Regions from separate parts of the Mus musculus genome. Here all the other regions are linked to region 3. Evidence: chromatin contacts called from public promoter capture Hi-C data. All regions are on one chromosome and are shown on one strand. The core of a region is the stretch at or near the end of the contact, and the rest is flanking DNA. Distances in the headings are between cores, read along the strand shown. Region 1 holds the start of Nek11 (NIMA (never in mitosis gene a)-related expressed kinase 11). Region 2 holds the start of Cyb561d2 (cytochrome b-561 domain containing 2). Region 3 holds the start of Rpl29 (ribosomal protein L29).

Evidence for each region. Promoter capture Hi-C pulls out the DNA fragments that hold promoters and counts their contacts.
Region 1: a contact with region 3 is called in a promoter capture Hi-C map of pre-B cells, with 4 times the contacts expected there. The contact joins the promoter of Nek11 here to the promoter of Rpl29 in region 3. A contact is called at or near these places in 4 of 39 promoter capture datasets (3T3-L1-derived adipocytes, cranial neural crest, hippocampal neurons and 1 more) and 1 of 115 datasets of contacts at active chromatin or transcription factors (embryonic stem cells).
Region 2: a contact with region 3 is called in a promoter capture Hi-C map of pre-B cells, with 7 times the contacts expected there. The contact joins the promoter of Cyb561d2 here to the promoter of Rpl29 in region 3. A contact is called at or near these places in 7 of 39 promoter capture datasets (the C10 cell line, cranial neural crest, embryonic stem cells and 4 more), 1 of 484 Hi-C or Micro-C datasets (muscle stem cells), 3 of 115 datasets of contacts at active chromatin or transcription factors (craniofacial prominence, embryonic forebrain and pro-B cells) and 1 of 9 other capture datasets (liver).

Annotation. Positions count from the first base shown.
Region 1 is chr9:105,393,653-105,397,211 of GRCm38.p6, forward strand. It overlaps Nek11 (NIMA (never in mitosis gene a)-related expressed kinase 11), which reads right to left and starts at 1,635. Exons shown (of 16, transcript NM_172461.3): 1 at 1,544-1,635. Aste1 (asteroid homolog 1) reads left to right here and starts at 1,710. Exons shown (of 5, transcript NM_025651.5): 1 at 1,710-2,013; 2 at 2,893-3,559. The coding sequence starts at 2,911.
Region 2 is chr9:107,540,561-107,543,991 of GRCm38.p6, forward strand. Cyb561d2 (cytochrome b-561 domain containing 2) reads right to left here and starts at 1,633. Exons shown (of 4, transcript NM_001357289.1): 1 at 1,475-1,633; 2 at 937-1,090; 3 at 443-480. The coding sequence starts at 1,063. Nprl2 (NPR2 like, GATOR1 complex subunit) reads left to right here and starts at 1,649. Exons shown (of 11, transcript NM_018879.2): 1 at 1,649-1,893; 2 at 2,422-2,513; 3 at 2,608-2,776; 4 at 2,947-3,055. The coding sequence starts at 1,816.
Region 3 is chr9:106,427,801-106,430,940 of GRCm38.p6, forward strand. It overlaps Rpl29 (ribosomal protein L29), which reads left to right and starts at 1,611. Exons shown (of 3, transcript NM_001324534.1): 1 at 1,611-2,214; 2 at 2,508-2,572. The coding sequence starts at 2,178.

The DNA.
Region 1 (3,559 bases), core at 385-2,884, 1.0 Mb before region 3:
CTTCCCTTTGCTTTTTGCCCATGTCAACTTTAAATCACAGTTTTGGGGTGTCTGTTTGCTAGACTAGCTATGTGGAAGGATATCAATTCAGTGCCCCCCCCCCATCTTAAGCAAGATCTGATTCCATTTCTATTGTACACACTGGGTACAGAGCTATCTCCTGGATTAGAAGTAAGGACATGCACCTCAGACCTAAGACTGCGTTTTAAAGCTAGCTGACTCTAAGTGTAGTACAGGTGAAGCCACAGTTCCTGAGGGAGCTATGAAATGTTATGAATGGCAGAACTGTCCCATGAGAAAGTATTCCACAAAACACACTCTTACTCCATTCCATCAAAGTGTTGAATGTTTTATTGAAAACTGTGCTTTTGTTTAAAATCTACATGAAAATAGGACTTTACGCTGAATACTATGTACACCTTGGCATTAGGTTTTCATATTCAGCAATTCTAAAACAACGAGAAAAAAATAGTGTTATAGTGTTGACCTGTGGGCTCAACATTTACCACAAAACCTACAAGGACACTCAAACAGAAAAAAAAAAACTGCAAAACATAAAACCTATTTGTAATTTTGTCTTCTTTAAATAATGTACTAATCTGTGGTTTGATCTAGTCCCAGTGAGAGCAATGCCCCTCTCCTCAAGGAAACGTTACTAAAATCTGCAGAATCTAAAGAATAGGTCCTAAAAGGTACCTTCTGTTTGCTTCTTTGACTGGCATAAAAGTGGTGATTTCTAGATAAACTAGGCTGTTCAAAAAAAAAAAATGGCCTCTCTGTCGCCTTTCAGATCACTAATAATAATTCTCAATGTGGAGAGGCGATTAAAGTCCCCACTTAGTAAAGAGCTGAACTCAAGATGGAGGACCAAAGCTTCTATTTGTAATGGAGTAATAAACCCAGCAGTGTGTGAGCAGCCTCTCCAGGCTCATCACACAGAATCAGCTCTGTCGCCCTCATCTCAGTTGGTATCCATGGAATGTACACACACTGCAGGCTGGATCTGAACCTAGGGCAGAGGATGAACTTGGGTGCTAGGGACACAGGTTATGCTTGTATCCCTGGGGCCTAGCTAACAGCTGACATACAGTTGTTAGCAAACGTTTGGAGAGCGAAGAAAGATCCAGCATACCAAATGTGACCCAAAGACAAGTAAAGGAAAGAAAACATAATAGGAACTAGAAGAAAGCTGAGAGACGCCCACTTTGTGCTAACCATCCCTGGGGTACCCATCCCGCTGGGGCAGGTAAAGAGAAAGTCAAGTGTTTACCGATGGTAAGAACTGAGTGGTTTATGTCCATGTCAAAAAACCCAAAAAACTAGGAAGCTGTTTTGACCTGAGGTTCTGCTAACTAAATCTGACCTGAGAAGTAAACTCTAACCCTGAGGTAAAACGAAAAAACTTGTCTCTTCAACAAATAAACCTTAAGTTTTTCGCGGAGCGCGTGAATGTATATCGAGGAGCAGGGCGCTTAGTCTCCCGAAGGGGAATGCGGTCCAGGGGCTGTGGGACCCGGCTGCCCGAGAGATCCACTTTCATTACCTTTACAGGTCCCCAGCCTGCGGCGCCCGGCCAAGCCTCCGTCAGCCTAGAGCTCGCTGCCTCGGAGGGCGTGGTTGTTTAACATCGTCGCCACGGAGACGGCGCGGGGGCTGCTGGGAAGTCGACGTTCCGGCGTCCAATCCAACGGAAGCGCGCCGGACCCTTCGAGGCGTGGCGAAGCGAGCAGGGTGAGGAGGCGGCCGCAAGTGTGAGAGGAATGGCTCAACCTCTCACACCAAGTTCCCACCACCCGGCCCGAAAGCATTTTCTCCTCCAGGGAGAGCCCTCAGCTTCTCGGAGCCAGGCTTCCCAGTGACGTCGTTCGCAGCACTTCCTGTTTCCGCTCGCGGTCTTCCACGCACCCGCGGGTCTGCCGTTTCTCCCCGGGATCCTACCTGCTGCTGCTGGTGAAGTGAGCCGGCGGTCGGGCGGAAGCAGCCGGCGGATCCGGAGGGCAGGAGCAGGTTGAGGTAGGAAGATTGGTGGTTGAGGAATTAGATCCTACCTTTTCCTGCCCTTTGCTTGCATTCCTTGAGCTACTTCGCTCAAGGTCAAGTCATTAGTTTACAGTGAGTTCGCAGAAACCACATGACAAACCGGGAAAGACATGACGATTCAGAATTAAAAAGTGTTGAGATGTTGGCCGAGGTGGATCTGAGGTGAGATAAAAAATCAAGTGCAATAATGTAAGCTGATACCAAAGGCAAAAAATTCAGGAGGATGCATTTTTTTATGTGGTAGCCCCACAAAAATCAAAATGCAAAAATTCCAAGGTTGGCAAAACTTTCACGATTTTAAACACGGGCAAGGCTGGCAATAGCATCGTGCTAAGCGATATTTGAAGCCAGAGGCGAGGGGGGAAACCAGTAATACTAATCCTATGAGTTGTTAGCCAGATAGGCCATTAGTAAGGGGGTGTAAGAATCCAGTTGAGGTTGAAATTGTATACTTGGGATCCTAGAAGCATAAAGCTGTGTTTTTCCTTAGCTCAAACTACTCTCCAATGTACCCTACACTCAAGACCTGTAACAAGGGTCTAGTTATCCATAAGGAAAAAAAAAATTGGCTCATTATGTGTCTTATGCTGGGTTGTCATTTTTATAGCTTAGGACTTTTGGCCTTGACCCTCACAAAACAGATTTCTTCCTTTATCTCTATATGGGCTGCCATGAGGTGGTGTGGCCTAGATATAAGTTCTGTCTTCCACCTCCAATAATCCAATCAAGCAAAGTTCCTCAACAGCGTATCCTGCAGTTTGGGTCTTGATTGATTCTAGATATACTCAGATTGACAACCAAGAATAGCCATCAAAAAGACCAGCAATTGATTTTTTTTGTTTGTTTCAACAGGGATTTCTGTCGATCATCATGGGTATTCGGGGACTAATGAGCTTTGTGGAAGATTATAGTAATGAATTCTTCGTTGATTTGAAATTGCGGAACACAAAACTTATCATTGATGGCTATTCTCTCTTCCACCGACTTTGCTTCAATTCTGACTTGGAGCTCAGGTATGGAGGAGACTATGATTTATTCGCAGATGTTGTACAGAAATTCTTTGAATCACTGTTTGTGTGTCATATTTGTCCGTATGTTGTATTAGATGGAGGATGTGACATTTCAGATAAAAAGCTGACAACTTTGAAGGATCGAGCAAAAGAGAAGATCCAAGCAGCCCGTTCCCTTTCTCTTGGTGGGGGTGGGAATGTGTGCCCCTTACTCATCCGAGAAGTGTTCATACAGGTTTTGATCAGGCTTGAGGTATGTTTCGTACAGAGCTTTTCAGAAGCAGATCGGGACATTATGACACTTGCCAATCACTGGAATTGTCCTGTGCTATCATCGGATAGTGACTTTTGCATTTTTGACTTGAGAAGTGGGTTTTGCTCACTGAATAGCTTCCAGTGGAGAAATCTGAACACTATTAAAGATACACAAGATTACTACATTCCCGCCAGAAGCTTTTCCCTCAATGCATTCTGCCATTACTTCAACAACATGAACAAAGCTCTACTAC
Region 2 (3,431 bases), core at 383-2,882, 1.1 Mb after region 3:
TGTTTTTCTGAAATGTCACCTCGGCTATGTGACCCAGCAAACAAGGTTTGAGACATGGCAGTTATAAATGATTCACAAGCTTTGTCTCCCTTCCATGGGGCAGGATACAATTTCTTGGCAAGAGCTAGCCACACGGGTGCACTGTTTCAGGGACAATTAGATGCATCACCAGAAATTAAGGTTTTTAGGGACAGAGCAGCCTCCAAATGCCATTTCTCAGCTTCCTAGCTGGAGGTGAGAGAAGCCGCCCTTTTGTGCTTGGGTGAGCTTCATCTGTTCGTCCTGGGTCATGAATACCGTTTTCAAGCCTTGGATATTCGTCAGAAGCAGGAGTGAGGACATACAGCTCGTCTACACTGGCACTAAATGCCTACAAGGATTCTGAGAGCCACCAACAACGCCCACATTCTACCCCTAAAAGCTACCCAAACCCACTACTTACAGCCAGAGACATAAGAACGGGGTGCCAGGAGAACAGACCTGGAATGAGAAGAGGGCGCCTCATGGAACTAGGGAAAAAGAAACCAGCATACCAGGCTCTATAGCCGGGATGGACAGCCCATCCATCACCCAAGGAGGGGTCAAAATGCGAGCCTCCTCCAGTAACAAGCTCATCTTACCCACCCCCTGTTCTCTTCCCTGGACAGAAAGCACGCTCTGCCACTCCTCTGGCGGCTCCTTCCTCCAGCATCCCCACAAGTCAGGAATGAAATGCCAAATCAAAGGAAGAGAAGCCATGTACTTAAAGCTTGCCCTGGCGGGCAGAGCCCCCACACTGGTCTGCTCTTCCCACGACGTTAAATACGTTCAACAGAGAATATCCTTCAGCCAGTCAATCCTGTTCTCAGGAGTTACGCCCATCGTTTCCTACTGCCCCCTGTTCCCCAAGAGAAGTAGCTTTTCCCTTCCCATAAGTGGACTATGAATTCTACTTACTGGAGCCAGGTCTGGCAAGCACAGCAACAAAGATGGTAAAGCCTAACGCCACGAGGTGGGCTGCAGCCCCAGAGGCAGTGCGCAGAGCTCGGTAGATATGCGACTCCGTCTCCACAGAAAGGGCCATGGTCAGCCCAGCCGATAGCTGCACAGCCTGAAAGCATCGTAGGCGTTGGCAAGAGTGCCCACTGTCCACGCCCCTCACTGGGGACAGTAACTCAGGACAGAAATGGCACCTTTTCCCGGAGAAGTTATGACAGGAGCAGAGTAGTGCCGGCACTAACAGTCCCAACTTAGCAGTCTACCTGTCAAACACCTGTATTTGAAGTGGTAACGATCGCACCTTCCAAGTGGGAGGAGGAAGACTACAAATCCCAGAATGCAGCACGTCATCGTTAGCCGGAACGGAAGGCGTGGAGCACTACGGGAATTGTATTTCCCAGCTGCTTCCCTACCTAAGCGTGAATTTCTTTGCACACTGCCTCCCCATGTGCACCTGACACGCTGTACCTCCACCGTAGAATTTTGCCCTCCTCACCTGCTTCTCAGGTTCTACGCAGTGACTTCCTCCAAAATAAACTGGACCCTCGGCCCCGCCAGCCGCGCCACCGCTCCGTTACGGAGTAGCTTCACTTCCGGGTGCGATGTCTACCCACCCGAGACTTCCTGGGACAAGCCCCCTCCCATCCCATCCAGCGGCAACCACGCCCCCTGAGTCGCCCTGCGCAGGCGCTGTTGAGTTGACGGCTCGTTGGGTTTGCGCTCACAAACCTGTGTGACCTACCCGGGCCTCTTTCTCTTTTTGACAGGGTATTCCAAGGCGTAGAGGCGATCCCCACACGAAAAACAGGGATTACAGACTTGGATCCAGACAGCGCCATGGGCAGCAGCTGCCGCATCGAATGTATATTCTTCAGCGAGTTCCACCCAACGCTGGGACCCAAAATTACCTATCAGGTGCCTTCCACACTCCCGGACTAGGCGAGGGGAGGGATGCTCTCTGGAGCTCAGCTGGCCGCCTGGAGGGGTTGTGGTTCATCCACGCGTGTCTCTTCCATTGAATGGAGAGGGTACACAGACCCAGGTCTCCGGTTTCTAGTGTGGGGGAGGAGTTTTGTCCCCCAAACTGAATCAGGTTCTAGTGTGGGGGAGGAGTTTTGTCCCCCAAACAGAATCAGGCTATAGGTTTCGGGGAGGTGCTAAGGCTCATGAAGGTTTAGATGACCCAAGAGAAACACTGGACCAAGACAAATGATATATAAAAGTTAGGTGAGGGTAGAAAGGGGTATTCCAGGTAGTGGGAATAGTGAACGCAAAAGCCAAGGGAGCTTGCCAAAACATAGCATGTGTTTGGAAGCACAAAGTAGACCACTGGGTGGATGAGGGAAGAAAACGGTAGAGGGACTTGTGCCTGGGTGGGCTGTAAAAATCTGCCCGGACCCAACGTCCACTGAGGGAGCTCTCTCTCATGGCTGCCTTCTCCAGGTCCCTGAGGATTTCATCTCGCGAGAACTGTTTGACACGGTCCAGGTGTACATCATCACCAAGCCCGAGTTACAGAACAAGCTCATCACTGTGTGAGGCTTTAGTTGGGTGGGAGGAGAGGGGTCCCAGCCTGGCTTGGGGGTGGGGGTGGGGGCGGGGCAGGCTGACTCTGTTCTACCTCTCCAGCACAGCCATGGAGAAGAAGCTGATTGGCTGCCCCGTGTGCATTGAACACAAGAAGTACAGCCGCAATGCTCTCCTCTTCAACCTGGGCTTTGTGTGTGACGCTCAGGCTAAGACTTGTGCCCTGGAACCCATCGTTAAAAAGCTGGCCGGCTACTTGACCACGCTGGAGGTCTGCAGCAAGATGGGGCCAGGGTGGGTGGGTGGGTGCGTCCGTGGTGGGCACAGGTGGGGAGAGAGTTCCTGTGTCTTGAATCCCCAGCCTCCAGCAGCTAGCTCCATGTTGCTGCAGCAGGGAGCCTGAGGTGTGGTCACTCACTGTGCTGTCTGTGTCTTCCCCAGCTTGAGAGCAGCTTTGTATCCAACGAGGAGAGCAAGCAGAAGCTGGTGCCCATCATGACCATCCTGCTGGAAGAGCTGAATGCCTCCGGCCGCTGCACTCTGCCCATTGGTACGGCCGCCTCTGCCAGGACGGCAGATGAACAAGGGAAGGTTGGGGAAGTAGCAGGACACAGCCACTGGCAGAGGCAAAGATTCTTGAATAAGCTGGTGGGCAGGAAATAGCCATGGGTTGACACAGTGACATCTGAGGGTCCAGGGAACAATGGGGCTGGGGTTGGGGGAGCAGCCAGCAGAGCTCTTCAGCTCTTCTTCTTGTCATCCCCCTCTCTGGACCTCAGCTTCTCACTCCATAAAAGAGGACTAATGGGGCCAGGCGAGGTGGCGCACGCCTTTAAACCCAGCACTCGGGAGGCAGAGGCAGGCCGATTTCTGAGTTCGAGGCCAGCCTGGTCTACAGAGTAAGTTCCAGGCCAGCCAGGGCTACA
Region 3 (3,140 bases), core at 361-2,860:
CAATCATTCTTACCCACTGAACTATCTGCCCAGCACACTGTTTTTGCTGTTAGAGACAGGGTGTCACCCTGCCTGGCCTAGTCCTAGCTTTGTAGCTTAAGATGATCTTGAGTCCCTGATTCTCCTGCTTCTGTATAAAACTTAGGCCCTATACACTGAGTGGGTGGTGTGAGCTACCATGCCTTTCTGGAGATAGGGTCTTTCTACATAACCCTGGCTGTCCTAGAACTCACTACATAAACTAAAATCACAGAGGCTTGCCTGCCTCTGCCTCGTGAGTGCTGGGATATCCTGACATTATAAAAGTTTTTTGGAGCTGGGCAGTGGTGGTACACGCCTTTAATCCCAGCACTTGGGAGGCAGAGGCAGGGGGATTTCTGAGTTTGCGGCCAGCCTGGTCTACAGAGTGAGTCCCAGGACAATCAGGGCTACACAGAGAAAAACCCTATCTTGAAACAACAACAAAAAAAGCTTTTCGGAGACAAGGTCTACCTGAATTACTCAGGCATCTCAGACTTACAATTCTTCAGCCAGTAGCTGTGATTACAGGCCTGTTTTCACCTCTCTAGCATCATCTCACATCTAATATATGTGAAAAGAAACCACGAGGGCTGGTGAGATGGCTCAGCAGGTAAGAGCACCCAACTGGGGCTGGTGAGATGGCTCAGCAGGTAAGAGCACCCGACTGCTCTTCCGAAGGTCCAGAGTTCAAATCCCAGCAACCACATGGTGGCTCACAACCATCTGTAACAAGATCTGACGCCCTCTTCTGGAGTGTCTGAAGACAGCTACAGTGTACTTACATATAATAAACAAATAAATAAATAAATAAATAAATAAATAAATAAATAAATAAATAAATCTTAAAAAAAAAAGAGCACCCAACTGCTCTTCCGAAGGTCCTGAGTTCAAATCCTAGCAACCACATGATGGCTCACAATCATCCGTAAGGAGATCTGACTCCCTCTTCTGGAGTGTCTGAAGACAACAACACTGTACTTACATATAATAAATAAATAAATCTTAAAAAAAAAAAAAAAAAGAAACCACGAAACTGCCACTCTGGGGAACCAGCCCAGGCTGTTGGAGTAGACTTGGACTATCGTTGCCGCTTTTCTCTCTCTAATTTTCGGCACCCTAAATCCAGTCTATTCTTTTCCCTAGTACATTCTTCACTGTCTTCAGGCAGCCAGCGCCCTTGTGTGGCAGTCTGCATGAGTCTCATAGCTCTTCTCCTCTCCTCTGCCCTCTCCAGTGCATTCCACACAGGAGCCCGGTGAGCTGTTTAAGAACACAGATTCTTCGCTCCATTAACATTCATCCCTCAAAGGCCCCCTCGGCTTTCAGAGTCTTTGGAAGTCTAGCCCAAGAGCAAAGTAGGCACTGGAGGAAGAGAAGGAAGCAAACACGGGCTGGCCGCCGTCGTGGTCCATGCTAACACCACGCTCTTAACCCCAGTAGCAAAAGCCTGCTGTTGGAGGATGAACAGTTATAACCCAGTCTAGGCTACACAGCAAGAAAGACCCGCTCAAAAAATAGCGGGGAGGGGTTAAGCAAAGAAAGAAATCTGTGACGCTAAGAGGGCGTGGCCAGGCTCTAACCCCTCCCCTTTCTAGGCTTCAACTCTTTCCGGCCTTGGAACCTTTTTTCTCCGCCAGCAGTGAGGGAAGCTTTTCCGTTGGACTTTCCGGCGGTGTCGGCCCTATTTCCCGTGCTGCACTGCGGGCCTTTCTCTTTCTCTTCCGGTCTCCGGCGCTGCGGGAGCCGCGGGTTACCGTGAGTGTTGGCCTTACGGCATCCGATGACATCCGTGACTACAGGGCGGCGGCGGGTCGCGAGGCAGGCGACACGGGTGGCAGGAAGGACAGGGCGGGCAGCTGCTTGGCTATGGGGCATCGAGATTGCCGGGCGGGGGTGGTTCCCGGTCGTCCTCAAGGAACGGATGGCGGGGAAAGCCGCCCCGGGGCCGGCAAGCTCAGTCTCAGGACCGACCTCCTTGCTCGCGTTTGAGAGGTGGGGTCGCGTTTTGTGAGTGTTGCCAGGCTGGCGGGTGTCGTAAATCGGAAGCGTCTGCTGCAGCCTCTGGTTTCTTCATGTTACCCCAGCTCAGGGCGGCAGAGGTGTGCCGGTCTGGGGAAGCCCAGAACTGATCTCGTGGCTTTCTTGCAGGTGCAGACATGGCCAAGTCCAAGAACCACACCACACACAACCAGTGTAAGTTCCTTGGGCTCCGGCTGGCGACTGTACCCCAGCGAGGATTGGGTTAGGGTTGCTAGATCAGAGCTGGAGGGAGGGCAGGTCACCCTTCAGGTGAGCCTTGAAGATGATTGTGTGTTTAGCTACTTTGGAGATTACAAATTTGGGAGCCAGGAATCCGCTTAAAAAGCCCATAGTGCTTTCCACCCATCCTTAGTGTATTCTCAAAAGACTGCCAACCATGATGTTAGGTGGTCTTATTGGAAGATACCTCATTTTTTTTTGACCTGTAAATATTTGTTACCCTACAGCCCGCAAATGGCACAGAAATGGCATCAAGAAACCCCGGTCGCAAAGATACGAATCTCTTAAGGGGGTGAGTGATGACAGTGGGTCATAAACTATCCCTTGGCTCCAGGTCTACAGGGTAGGGCCTCTTGTAAGTCATGTCTCCTCCACCACCAGCGTGTGTGTTTCGAGCTAGGATTTCTCTGTGTAGTCCTGGTTGTTCTAGAACTCACTATGTAGACCAGGCTGGCTTCGAACTCTGAGCTCTAGGGATTGTGTTGCCTAGCTTCTCCTTGTCTCCCATGTCAGACTCAACAGAAAAGCCTTCCTTGACCTTCCCAGCCCCTGGTGTAATCTCCTGAGAACAGAACTGCTTCTCTTGCTCCGTGGAGCCTTGAGGGAGGGAGGGAGTCGTTCTGTATATTGGGTACCTCATGGTCTGCGTCTAAACGCAACTCTAGTTCTGTACATTTGATTGCACCCAGATAATAGACTGGGGATAACTGAGGCTGTACTAGGTCTGTTTGCTGCCTGCAACCACGCTCTCTGATGTGAATCTGATGGACTAGGCTTGGTATCTGACACTCAGCTGAGGTGGGGGGGTGCCCCTAGACAAGTCTCAGGAAACAGCTAGGTTTCCAGAAGTTCACACCCAC